Linked DNA regions of Mus musculus: region 2 is linked to region 1. A link is a contact called in public ChIA-PET data. All regions are on one chromosome and are shown on one strand. The core of a region is the stretch at or near the end of the contact, and the rest is flanking DNA. Distances in the headings are between cores, read along the strand shown.

Region 1 (7,045 bases), core at 2,585-5,084:
AGAGATATTTTTAACGTTAGTGATAAAGCATGAAAAATAACCCATCACTTGTGGCAACTGTTTTTTCAAAATGCAATTTAGCTACGAGGATGGGGATAACACCTTATTGGGCTCTTTATAATCAATGATCATTATAATCCATATGTCATTCAGTATCCTCATCCACATCTCCCCGACCCGGATAGCTCCATGGGGCTGGTCTGTGATGCCCTGCCCTGGACAAGGGAAAGCAGGCCCAAGCTGACTTGAGCCAGCTCCCTCTACCAGACAGGTTTCAGACTGCTTCCTTGGCCACCACCTCTATAATCACCCCTGATTTCTAAAAGAACTGTGTCCTGAACAATCTCTAGTCCCAGTACCCTTTCCTGCAGGAGAGAAATGGACACAGGATACTGGAGAATAACTACCCAGTCTTAGCACAAACTTTTCCACTTTTACTGACATGTCAATCACTCCTCCTTTCACCCCTTCTGTGAACTGTCACTCAGGTTTTAAGCACAGAATTTGTCCAAATTTGCTTTGGGACAATAGGCCCCATTATCTGTTCTCTCTCTCTCTCTCTCTCTCTCTCTCTCTCTCTCTCTCTCTCTCTCTCTCTCTCTCTCTATCTCTCTCTATCTCTATCTCTGGTTTTTCGAGACAGGGTTTCTCTGTAGCCCTGGCTGTCCTGGAACTCACTCTGTAGACCAGGCTGGCCTCGAACTCAGAAATCTGCCTGCCTCTGCCTCCCAAGTGCTGGGATTAAAGGCGTGCACCACCACCGCCCAGCTTCTCTCTCGTTTTTAACTTATATTTATTTATTTGTTTCTATCTTTCTTTCTTTCTTTGGGGGTGGGTGGATGCTGTGACAGTGTGTCCATGTGTAAGCCAGCAGTCATTTCTGCCCTTCTACCGTGTGGGACCAGGCATGGGACTCAGGTCCTCAGGCTTGCATCGTTACCCACTGGACCATCTCACCAGCCCAGGTTTCCCTTCTTCTAACCTCTTCCTAAATTCCTTAGCACCATATAGACACAATCTGTAGTCAGGTCCATTATGGCATATCAAATTTTATGAAGATCATGATGCAACGTCAGACTCACCAAAACCACTTGCCCTGTACCATCCTAGAATGGCTGCCGAGTCAATGTTTTTATCTCTCCTGTGAACAGAGTCCCATCTGGCCTGCTAACCTGGGCATCAAAAGCCTAGTCTTGCACACACAGTTCTCTTGACAATGTCTGCCATTCCTTTATTGTCTTCTAGTTCCCGGAGGCTCTTCTAGTCAAGGAGATGGTGATAGTAAGGCATTGCTAATTGTTCATAGAAGTCATCGATTACAGCCAGTGGTAGTAAGGCATCTCTAATTGTTCGTTCATAGAAGCCAGTTCATTTTGAATGGTCGCCCTTACATTGCCTCAAGCTATGCAGCCTGTCTGAGAGAGAGAGAGAGAGAGAGAGAGAGAGAGAGAGAGAGAGAGAGAGAGAGAGAGAGAATCAGTGATATCACTCAATTTCTCCCCTTCCACAAGGTCAAACTGATCTTATCTGCCTCCACTCGGGTCCCATGGCCTCCTAAGCCAGGTTTTGAGAAGTTCTTCTGTTGCTTATTTAAAAGTCTCTCCCAATTGAGGCAGTTTAGGGGCAAAATATCCCCTGACTAGCATAGTTTCCTGTACTGAGAAATTACTAAGGCTTTTCTCTCCATACCGAATCACTTTTTTTTTCTTTTTATGTATTAAATGTCAGACCTGAAGGCTGTCTTCCAACATTTCCATATCTTCTAACATTTTCCTGTCTCCTCACTCCTCCCTGTCTGATTCTCCTCAAGGGCGAAGATTTTTGAGTTCTAGGAAGGGCTCCCTAGCAGAGGACTCTTTCACCAACTAAAAGAAAAGGGGAAGAGGGGGAGGGGGAGGGGGAAGGGAAGTCACCATCCTCCTTTTCCCTCCGTTTTCTGCCAAATCAGAAGATAATATGGAGGATAGCATCTGTGTGTCTATTCTATTACAATTCCTCCCTCCTGCTGGCAATTCATTCTGGGCAGAAATCTCAGCCTCGGTTACATCTCTTATGGCATCCGGCAGAGACCATTTCCGTGACCTGCTTATAATCACATGCCATATTGCCACTTTCAGAAATTACAACATATTCTCTAGTCCATCAGCCTCCTTGGGGGCTTTCCTGTACTTGAATCACAGGCCACATTCATAAAGGGGATATGCAACCATATACCATAGAGGAAGACAGCCACCCTGGGTTTCCCCTCCAAGATGTCCATCGGCTTCAGTTGCATGTCTTACTCATATCAGACACACAACTGGCACTACAGCAAGGAGGCACAAGTTCCCATATAACCAGAGAAGAGTAATCATATACGGATTGCCGAATGGATGTTCCACCTTCGGTTGGATCATGCACTGTAGCCTGTGTCTCACACATAGCAGAGGGTCATGTGACCCCTCCTCTCAGACACAACTTTGTTTTGTTTCTCCCGGTTCAGGCACCAATTGTGACTCCCCCCCCCCCCCTGGGGAGATTTGAGCAAGTATCTCTAATCACCTCATATAGGACTGAGAACAAAACAAAGAAACAGCCCTCACAAGTCCGGATTAGTTCTTTGAGGTTACTGACAGGTGCACGGATGAGGGGTTATCTGTAGGCGTGGGGGTGGTTCAAAGGCATTTGCATACCTGACAGCCCACTCTCAGAGCACCATCAATGACCTAATACTTTTCTACTTGGACCTTCTCAAAGTTGCCACCACATCTGCATCAACATACTGGAGACCAAGCCTCCAGCATCCGAATCTTCCGAGGTCAGAACCACAGGGATTGGGGCAAAAAAAAATAACAACTGAGCCACATTATAAACGAGTAAGATCTGACAAGCATTACAGAAGATGGCACAGACAAGGTGAACATTTTCTCAAGTGCGTAGAGAGGACACGATTTAAGTCTCTCTAAAAATTTCTAAGTTAAAATCATTCAAGGTATTTCCTTTCTTTTTCAAGGTATTCTTCTCTCATATATATTACATCCCTGACAGCAGTTTCCCTCTCTCCTCCCTCCCAGTCTTTCCCCTCCCCCCTTACTTCCCCCAACACCTCCCTCAGCCCCCTCCATCCAGTTCTCTTCCTTTTCGCTCCAGAAAAGAGCAAGTCTCTCAGGGATATCAACCAAACAAGGCATATCCAGTTGCAATAAAACTAGGTACCTCCCCTCATAAGGACTAGGCAACCCAATAGGAGGAAGAGTCCCAAAATCAGGCAAGAGTCAGAGACAGCCCCCTATCCCACTGTTGGAAGTCCTACTAGAAGACCAAGCTACATAATCATTATATATATAATATATATATATATATATATATATATATATAGCACCTAGGTTAGAACCATGCAGGGTCCCTAGTTGCCACTTCAGTCTCTGTGAGCGCCCCATGAACCCAGGCTAATTGATTCTGTAGGTTTTCTTGAGGTGTCCTTGACCCCTTTGTCTCCAACAATCCTTCCTCCACCTCTTCTGCAAGATTCCCCAAGCTCCACAGGATGTTTGACTCTGGATCTCTGCATCTGTTTCCATCAGTTGCTGGGTGAAGCCTCTCTGATGACAACTGGGCTAGGCTCCTGCCTCAAGTATAGCAGATTTGTTTTGCTATGGTTGGTTTGTTTGTTTGTTTGTTTGTTTGTTTGTTTGTTGTGTCTCTGGGCTATCCAGCCTCTGCTTCATGGCTCTCCACACAGTATCAGGAGTGGGCTCCCCGTCCTGGCATAGGTCTTAAGATGGACCAGTCACTGATTGGCCACTCCCACAATTTCTGTGTCACCTTTACCCCAGCACATCTTGCTGGCAAGACAAATCATAAGTAGAAGGTTTTTGTGGCTGGGTTGGTGTCCCAGTCCCTCCACCAGAAGTCTTGCCTGGTTACAGAAGATGGCCCGTTCAAGTTCCACGTTCCCTACTGCTAAGAGTCTTAGCTTACAAAAGATATTCTTGTAAGCCAAGTGTGAAGTTAATCACGACAACCAAAGGTTTGCTAACATAGAGGAAGAGCTCTCATCAATAGGGGAACAGAAAGTCTCAGCGACAAGCTTATGAAAGAATGGCTGTCTCAAGGGCTCCAGCACCCGACTCCGCCTGTCAGAGGATGGTCTGGCTCTTTCCACTTGTCTTCTGCCTCGGCTCAGGTAAAAAACGTCTGTGGAAACTGATTGAGTCACTGAGTGAGTTCCTTCTTTGGAATGCCTTGCTCCTCTTGGTCAGGTTGACTGCCCAGTTCTCTATTCAGAGACTTAGAAAGCTCACCGTGGTCCTAGCGAACTGCTTCCCGCAGACTGCCACGGGACTGATTCAGAGCAAACACTTCGGCTGGGGGCCAAGGGGAAGGGAAGTGTTTTCTGAGATATGGAAAATGAGTCTTTGTAAGTCAGGACTGTTCGTGACCAGCGTATTGTGGTACAAAAATAAGTTTAAGCGGGAAAAAGATCTACAATTTAACTACTGTGATACTGTGCGACTTCAGGGGGCTTCATTATCTTTCCCGAGCTTCACTCTTCGCTCAGATACTGAAAACCCACCAACGCTTTCACACTGCAATTAGGAAGGGATTGACTGAGCCTGCTTCTTCTCCCTGCTATCTGGAAAGCTCTCACTGTCTTTAAGAACTCAGAGGGTGCCTATCTGGACTGAAGCGTAGTGTTCTAAAACAGGAGATCAAGCAATGGCTACTAACACAGACCTAGCCCCGAGAGAATTCATTGAAGAAAAAAAAAAAGAACCAATAGGTAGCCTAGCATTTATTTTATTCCAGAAAATGAGCTAATTATTAAACATGCATTACATTTAGATGTCCATAACGTGTTTGTGAATTTATTCTATTAATAGCTACAAGTAACTTAGACTATGGCAATTTAAATAACTTTTGAAAATTCTATTAGTCATCAGGTAGCTGAAAAAAACCAATAAAAATAAAAACAAATCACTTGACTAAAACTTTCAGTAACAAACACCTGTGTGCATGCACACACACAAACCAAGACATACTGCAGATATAGAGCTATCTAGACAAATTGACAACAGAAAGAAAAAGAAAGCAAGGTTCATTAAGTCATTTGATAAACCATTCACTAAATGACCACTGAATGCACGGCACTGTGGGCGTTTCAGGAACTAAGTCAACACAATTTCTGTTCTGCGGAATTAACGTCTTGGCAGGGAAGATAAACTATAAACAGGTAAAATGTGCACTGGCTTAGGACAAATAATCTTGAAAAAATAAAGCAAAGAGAGAGGAGGGAGAACATTAACGTTGCGTCGTAGGCTGGACAGTCAAAGATAGGGATAGAATTAGGATGGAGGAGCTGACACAGGAGGAAGGTCGGCTCCTTTTCTGATCTATTTGTTTTATGTTATCAATGCAATGGCCAAGAGGAAATTTCCTGGAAGCAGGTGGAAACTGAGGCACAAGGCTAAAGCTGGGAATAGAGACTACGTCAAACTAGGAGGATTAGGAATGTGGACAGAATTTTGGAAAATGCATAAAAGATGCAGAAAAAGATGAGAATTCTTTTACTCCCATCCATCCACGTTGCCTTTTCTTAGCCTGATTCCAGCCAGTGACTTGAGCTTTTAACCTCACTCTGTTACCTCTATAAAGCTGGATAATTTCTGGGTGTCCCTCCTCCACATCTCTGAGGATTCTTCTTTTAACAAGACTGTGACATATCGGGCTCGGTCCCCGTGTGCGGATGTGGATCAGAAGAGGAAAACAGAGCCTAAGTAACAGTTTACTGCCACACAGCTGTGGGGGGAGGGCTTGGAAGAAAAGAACACAGTTGACTGCATCTGCCAGAGAGAGATGCAGGTGGCCAAAAACCCCTCAGTGGAGTGGAACCGTGCTTACCAGGGTGGAAAGTGGAGAGTCTGGTTCCAGGGCAGAAGTAAGCAGGGACACCAAAAATAGGAGAACCTCTCTGGACTGGGTGTTGAGGAAGAACTTTCTGGAATAGGTGAAATGATCTGAGACGTTAAATAGGGAAGGATTCTAATAAAGAAGCATGGGAGGGAGATGGAAAAGGGGGAGGGAAGAATTCGGAGGGATTGGGGAAAGACAAGACCACTGGGGCAAGTTTGTAGGACAAAGAGATGCTCTCTGAGAAGAAGGAGATGTCTCACTCACTACAAGTTTTCAGGTAGGTGAGACACATCCTGATTCCATATGAGAGTCTCAGCTCAAAAATAAGCCATATTGAAAAACGTTTGTGTGCATGTCCGGGGTTTACTTGTTCCGTGTGTCTTTCATGACTTTTTCTCTGCCTTTAGTTTTTAAGACCGGACTCTCAGTGAACTTGAAGCTTGTTCATTTGGTGGGTTGACTGGCCAGTCAGCCCCAGGGAACCTCCTCCCCAGTGCTGAGATTAGAGCAATAGATCAGTTCACTTAGCTTTTTACTTGGCTACTGGGATCTGAACTCAGGTGGTCCTGCTTGTGTGGCAAGCACTTTGCCAACTATGCATTACCCCAGCCCGCTTCATTCCCTTTAACTCATTCCCTTGGAGGCAAAACTAACCCATCCACCATGTGATGTGGCAGTTGCACTCTTCAATGCACAGCAAGTACGCTTCTATTGCCTTGCACAAGACTAGGCCTAACACCATCCTGCCATGTAGGATGACCAATCCTTCGTGTCAAGACCAGTCAGGCCCACCCCTCCCTCAGGACTTTGAAGTGATTAATGGCTGGTTGGGGAGGATGAGACATTTTCCTAGGTAGTGTGGCCACGTGTAAGGTGTCCTTGCCTCTGTACATAGCCCTTTATCTATGCTCCTCTAAGTAACCCGAAGAAACTCATTGGCTTATCAGAAAAAGAAAGAAAGAGAGAGAGAGAGAGAGAGAGAGAGAGAGAGAGAGAGAGAGAGAGAGAGAGAGAAAGGAAGGAAGGAAGGAAGGAAGGAAGGAAGGAAGGAAGGAAGGAAGGAAGGAAGGAAGGAAGGAAGAGTAAGACTGAATTAACTCAGAAGAAGGAAATCAAAAGGTGTGGGAAGGGGTTAAGAGAAAATAAAGAGGGT
Region 2 (7,045 bases), core at 1,402-3,901, 210 kb after region 1:
AAATAGATAAGTGCAGACATTTTATTTAGTTACTGGTGATTGAACCTGGGGTTTTGCACATGATAGGCAAGTATTCTACTATTGAGCTCTCTATAGCCACAGGAAAAAGATGTTCAAAATATGTATTGGTTTCTTTGTGTTTCTTTATACAGCTTCTCCTACAGCCTCGACTGGCCTTGAACTGACCTTGAATTTTTAATCTTCCAGTCTCCCAGCTCCTTAGTGCTGAAATTACTTGAATTTTTCATTTTAATCCATTTTAAATCCTTTCCTTTTTCTTTTCTTTTTCTTTCTTTTTTTAAATTAATTTATTTATTTGTAATATGTAAGTACACTGTAGCTGTCTTCAGACACTCAAGAAGAGGGAGTCAGATCTCGTTATGAGCCACCATGTGGTTGCTGGGATTTGAACTCAGGACCTTTGGAAGAGCAATCAGTCGGTGCTCTTAACACTGAGCCATCTCACCAGCCCCTTTCTTTTTTCAACTGATAATATATCCGTGAAGTTCAGACACCAGTCTTTAGACCTTTACTGTCAGGCCAGTGACATGGCGTAGGAAGTAAGGGCACTTGGAGGTCATGACTGACAACCTGAGTTTGATCATGGAGATCCGCATGGTGGGAGGAGAGAACTTGCTCCCCAGGGCAGCACATGACCTCCACACAAGCATCATCGTGTGTAGGCACCATTCCACCTATACACTCACAATTACTGCCCAGTGGTGGTGGCACACGCCTTTAATCCCAGCGCTAGGGAGGCAGAGGCCAACTGATGTCTGAGTATGAGGCAGCCTGGTCTACAGAATGAGTTCTAGGACAACCAGGGCTACACAGAGAAACCCTGTCTCAGAGGAAAAAAAATCAAAACAAACCCAAAAAACTAACTGCCTTGTGTATCTTTTTCCTGAGCCACTCAGTTCCTATTAGTTTTCCCCAAACAGGTAACTACTTACCAGTTTCCTTATGGCCTTCAAAAAGTATATATTTATAAGTATATCACTGTGTTTTTCCCCACCTTCCTTTTATACATGGCAGGAACATAATCTTTTTTTTTTTTTAATTCAAGACATTTTAAAGTTTTATATGTGTGTTGTGTGTTTAGGTTTTCCTCATAGTATCTGGGTTATTTATGCTGATTATCAGCATTGCTGCAATGAGTAAACTGGAACATACATTGTGTGTGTGTGTGGGGGGGGGGGAGTGTGCCTGACTGAGGAGGAAAAGCTGCTCCAAAGAGCACAGGACTTTAGTGTTTTCAGATTTAAGAGTTGCTTTCTTAAATATAATCCTCAAACTAAGACTGCTTTCTCAAAAATGTGTATATTACGGGAATATTTTCTTAAGTTTTATACATTCTTCCTTCAAGGTCAGGCAAGAATCTGGCACAGCAATTCACAGCCATAATTCGGATTCTTGGAAGGTTAAAGCAGAACAATTGGCTAAAGAGCAAGATGCTGTCTCAAAAAAAAAAAAAAAAGATATCATGGTGGTTAAAGAGATGGCTTAGCTGTTTAGAGCAAAGACTGTTCTTGCAGAGGACTCAGGTTAGTTCCCAGCACCCACATCTGGTGGCTGCCAACCACCTATTGCTCTAGCTCCAAAGGGATTTGCCACTTCTTGCCAGCTGAATAGAAAAGAGAGACAGGTGTGGTGGTACACGCATTTAATGCCACCACCCTCGAGGCAGAGTCAAGAGTATTTTTTTCGTTCAAGGCCAGCCTGGTCTACAGAGTTCCAGGAAAGCCAAGGCTACATACAGAACATTCTCGATAAAACAAAAACAAGACAATCCCCCCAACACACAAAGAAAACTGAAAGAAATGATTCAAAGAAAGAATGCTTGTTTTTTAATCTGCTTAAGTAACATCTGTGTTTCCAATTCTATCTCCAGTCAACCTCTACAGGTAGGACCATCCCTGATCCACTTGTAGATTTCACTGTGCTCAGCACGATTGTATACAACAGTAGATGCTCATTATACGCTAAAAATAAATTGGATGATCTTTGTTTATCTGTTTTGTGTATATGTCAAGGAGCATATTCGGAGGTCAGAGCCAGCACATGATAGACATCTCTCCTACCACGTGTGCTTTGAGGATGAAACCAAGGTTGCTTCAATTTGGCAATCCTGTCTCAAGCGAAAAATTGCTCGTTTAATAGCTTCGTATTTTAGCTGAGCCCTGTGCTGTAATCTCTGTCCTTGGGAGGTGGAGACAGTAGGATTAGAAAACCCTGCCTGAAAACAAAACCCAGATTAAAGATTCCAGGTTAAAGATGGGGCAAGCAAAACGCAATAAACCCTCCCACCCCTTCTGACCCGCCCCCACAATACAGCTGGGCCTCATGGGTCAAGTAGTTTGGAAGTGGAGACGGGGAAGGGAGACCCCGATTTCTGGACCAGCTTGAGCAATCTATCTAGTTCAAGGCAAACCGCTGTGGCTCTGTAGCTCCAGTAGCCGAGTGCTTGCTTAATACGTGCAAGAACCTAGGTTTGAGGCCCAACCCAAGAAAAAAAACAAAAACAAAAACAAACCCAGTCTCCTGTCCCTTTAAAAATGGCGGTCCTGCACGGTAGAACGATATTATTGGCTGCTCAAGTCATGGGGGCGGGGTTGGGGCGGGGCATGTGGTGGCGCCAGTGGTTCCACCTCCTACGGCAAGTCGGAGGCAGTAAGATGGCGGCTGCTGAGGAAGGTTGCGGTGTTGGGGTCGAAGACGACCGGGAACTGGAGGAGCTTCTGGAAAGTAAGAGTGCACGATGGGAAAGACCAGAAGTATCGGGGAGAGGATCCATCGTGGGGGTTAGAGGAACTTGAGGTTTCTGAGCGGGGCGGGAGAATCTCTTCAGTGGTCAGCGGGGGAGGTGGTCTGAGTTCGACCCCGGCCCTCTTTATTAGCTGGCTGTGTCCAAACCGCACATCTCCCTGCGAAGGGGAACACTAACCGTAAAGAGCTGTTTCACGAGCCCCTTACAAACTTCTCTTGCTTTCGATTGTCGGATTGTTGTTGAGGCAAGGCTCTCTCACTCGGTATCCCAGGCTGATCTGGAACTCGCGGCAGTCTTTCAGCCTCCGCCACTGGGAGTACAGAGATCACAGGCTGGACCCACCAGGATCGCCTTCTGTAAATTATTAAAATCGCCTCTCCTTTCAGTAGCAGGATTCACAGAACAAAATAATCTTTAAGCTCCAAAGGTCCATATGTCCATGATAGTATCTTTCTTAACCCGAAACGCCTTTTTACCGCACAGTCTTTCCTCATTCTTTTACCAGACCCTTAGTTCTTTCGTGCGAGTAGTCAAAGAAGTCTCCTTTTAAAATTAGTGTGATGTTGAGAGACTGTCTCGTGTAGTTTTAGGCTGACCTCACACTCATTGAGTACTGTAGAGTGGCCCTGAACTTGTGATTTTTCCAGTCCCTTCCTCCGCATTCTCGCATGGCACCACAATGCCTGACATCCCTTATTTATCCTTTGGAGAAAACAAAGTGAGCCAGCCCCAGGGGAAAAGGTCTCCTCTTCCTGAAAAGATGGTGGACCTTCATCTCTTTCTTGGCCTTGCACTCCACTCCCGTTTCCTGCGCCAGTGAGGCCAGTGCCCTTTCCCTAGTCCTGGCAGGCAGAGTGATGGTGACAACACAGGCTTTTCAGGGCAGAGGTGAACCTTTTATCTCTTGCTCAGTCACAGCGATATAAGCAGGTAGAAAATGAACAGATGAAGTGAGGAGTGCCCAGTGACTGGCCTGGCCCAGGCTTACTGCATATGAGGCCAAGGAGGCTATAGGTGCCTGTTAAGGGCGATCTAAATTGGAGCATTATTTAAGAGTTAATACCTTCTTGTCGAATGTATCCTAGTAGTCAGAACGGTGGAAAGCCGGGTGGTATATTCTGTGCTTCCTCAACAGACGATATTAGCTAAGGCCTCAGAGTGAATTCCAAGAAATAAGGCTCTCTCTCCCCTCTTCTTCATGTTAGATGAAATGTGTAGGTTTTTGTTTGTTTGGTTGGTTGGTTTGGTTTTTCAAGGCAGGGTTTCTCTGTGTAGCCTTGGCTGTCCTGGAACTCACTCTGTAGACCAGGCTGGCCTCGAACTCAGAAATCTGCCTGCCTCTGCCTCCTGAGTGCTGGGATTAAAGGCGTGCGCCACCACGACCCAGCAGGGTTTTTTTTTTTTTTTAAGGGAATTTTATAGTGTGCATATAGAGATTTCTTTGCACAGCTTTTATTTAATTCTCTCCTCCTAATTCTGAGATGAACACTGGTTCTGTGTAAAAGGGTTTCCTTCCCAACTGGTCACAACAAACTAGATGGTTCTCAAGGAAGGTGGGAAGCCTATTGGCCAGTAGTCCAGGCAGAAGAGACACCAGAAAAAGAGAGAGAAGTCCAGGAAAGCCAGCACTTTGTATCATTATTTTCCTAAGAGTTTGTTTCAAATCACACGGCTGTCTAGCCCTTTCCACCCTCAACATCGCCACCACGTCCGTCTCTTGTCTCCGAAGGTGCTCTTGATGATTTCTCTTGTCTCCGAAGGTGCTCTTGATGATTTCGACAAAGCCAAACCCTCCCCAGAACATGCTCCGACCATCTCGGCTCCCGACGCTTCAGGACCCCAGAAGAGAGCGCCAGGAGATACTGCCAAAGTATCAATTCCCCCACTTAAGGGAGAGGGAGGATGGCCATGCAGCTCAGAGCAGGGATGGGGGGCCCTCTGGGCCAGAGGGGTGGCTGAGAGGGTGCCTTTGCCTCACACTGCTGAGTGTTCTTCCAGGCCTCAGTTCCTATGAAACGAGGACCTGTGGTTTTACGGAGGGCTAACGAGGAAAGAGGAAAGAGCGGTTTTAAGTGGTTGGCTTTGTATGCTACCTCATATTAGACCTTCAGTGGCCAGTCTTTGCTGCCCTCCGGAGAAGAGGTAGATGGAATGTTCAGTGGAGGTGCTCGTGGGAGGGGAGATGTTTCATTTCCCAATATGAGCTCGTTTAAGCGGCTAGCCCCAGGGTGATGCTATAGGAGGCAAATGTTGTCTCCCTCCCCACCCCACCCCACCCTTGCAGGATGCTCTCTTCGCCTCCCAAGAGAAATTTTTCCAGGAACTGTTTGACAGTGAGCTGGCTTCCCAAGCTACTGCGGAGTTTGAGAAGGCAATGAAGGAGCTGGCTGAGGAAGAGCCCCATCTGGTGGAGCAGTTCCAGAAGCTCTCAGAGGCAGCTGGGAGAGTGGGTGAGGAAACCCCAAACATAATACTGGACAGGCCTCTTAACTGATTGAGAGTACCAGGATTGTAAAATTGATGACCATCATGATGTCACAGCCATGGCTGGGGGTGGGGGGGTGTAAGGCAAGAGAAAGAGCTGTGGGAATCTAGCTTACTAAAAGGAAAAAGGTAAGATATTTTGGAAAGTAATGAAAAAAGATTATTCCAGCCAGGTGTAGTGGCTTATTCAATCCCAGCACATCAGAAGCAGAGGTAGACGAATCTCTATGAGTTTGAGGCCAACATGATCTGCATGGTGAGTTTTACAACAGCTGGAACTACAGAGTGAGACCGTACCTCACAAATCCTCACAAATCAATACGATTCTCCCAAAGCAACCCTTTTAAAGGAGTGTTACTGTGGAGAACAGCTAACACAGTACCAATATAGATTCATGGCATGCCCGTGAAGGTAACTACAGAACAACTAAGATTTGGAAGTGGTAGTAGCTTGCTAGTAAATGCTCTCCATCCAGGCTGGTAACTAGATGGGTGTAGACAAGCTGACAGTGAGGATCCTAGCTAACCCTGGGTCTTTTGTCTCCCAGGCAGCGATGCAAGTTCTCAGCAAGAGTTTACTTCTTGCCTAAAGGAGACGTTAAGTGGCCTGGCCAAAAACGCCACTGAGCTGCAGGTAAGGGGGAAGGAGTGAGGGGAGGCCGCTCTCAGTGCTTCCTAAGCAGTCTCACAAAACAGATGCTGGGTGGGGAGGGGGCCTGGAGCCATGGCTCAGCAGTTAAGAACACTGGCTGATCTTCCAGAGGACTAGGGTTCAATTCCCAGCACCCACATGGCAGCTCACGCCTGTCTTATCACTCCAGTTCCAGGGCTTCTGACATTTTCACACATTTTCTGACAAATTTACACACAGTCAAAAAAGAAAAAAAAAACATAAATAAGATAAAACTTTAAAAAGTTTACTTTTTAAAGTTTTTAAAAAAGCTCTGCCGGGGGGTGGTGGTGGTGGTGGCGGTGGCGCACGCCTTTAATCCCAGCACTTGGGAGGCAGAGGCAGGCAGATTTCTGGGTTCAAGGCCAGCCTGGTCTACAGAGTGAGGTCCAGGACAGCCAGGGCTACACAGAGAAACCCTGTCTTGAAAACAACAACAACAACAACAAAAAGCTTTCTGATATCTCTCCCAAATCTGGCCCCCTTTGGTTTTTGTTACAGGCAAATTTAGATAGTTCTTTCCACCGGAAAAAGTGGTAAGCATTCAGGGAGGCAGGGTGCCTGTTCACCTCTCTTTCTCTTGTCTAGAACTCGGGCATGTCTGAAGAGGAGCTGATGAAAGCCATGGAAGGGCTGGGCATGGATGAGGGGGATGGGGAAGCGAGCATTCTCCCCATCATGCAGAGCATCATGCAGAACCTCCTGTCTAAGGATGTGCTGTACCCATCCCTGAAGGAGATCACAGAAAAGGTTCGTGAGTTTCCATTGCTGGCTTGAATCCTCACTTCAGTGTATCAGCTCGTGGGCCACTTTGCTGAGACGATGCATAGTAAAGGGGTAATTTGAATGGACAAGTACGGTTTTTTAAAACGCCTTGTTTGTCACAGTTGTTATTGAGAGTATTAAGCTGACCATCTGTCCACGCTGGGAATGTTTGAGCTAAAAGGGGAAATTTGCACTCTAGTTTTCTATAAATTAGTTCAAGACTTTGAGTTTGACTGATTCATTCTTTCTTATATATTTTTAAGCTTTATATATTTATTATATGTAAGTACACTGTAGCTGTCTTCAGACACACCAGAAGAGGGCATCTGATCTCATTACAGATGGTTGTGAGCCATCATG

What was found. ChIA-PET counts read pairs in DNA pulled down with a chosen protein or histone mark.
Region 2: a contact with region 1 is called in an RNA polymerase II ChIA-PET map of memory CD8 T cells, with 54 read pairs. The contact joins the promoter of Pex19 here to the promoter of Slamf6 in region 1. A contact is called at or near these places in 1 of 115 datasets of contacts at active chromatin or transcription factors (memory CD8 T cells) and 1 of 9 other capture datasets (liver).

Annotation. Positions count from the first base shown.
Region 1 is chr1:171,913,628-171,920,672 of GRCm38.p6, forward strand. Slamf6 (SLAM family member 6) reads left to right here and starts at 3,835. Exons shown (of 9, transcript NM_001347186.1): 1 at 3,835-4,165. The coding sequence starts at 4,081. Gm37065 (predicted gene, 37065) reads right to left here and starts at 5,729. Exons shown (of 3, transcript NR_151536.1): 1 at 5,625-5,729; 2 at 1,173-1,415.
Region 2 is chr1:172,124,104-172,131,148 of GRCm38.p6, forward strand. Pex19 (peroxisomal biogenesis factor 19) reads left to right here and starts at 2,652. Exons shown (of 8, transcript NM_023041.3): 1 at 2,652-2,745; 2 at 4,528-4,637; 3 at 5,052-5,217; 4 at 5,799-5,884; 5 at 6,509-6,670. The coding sequence starts at 2,676.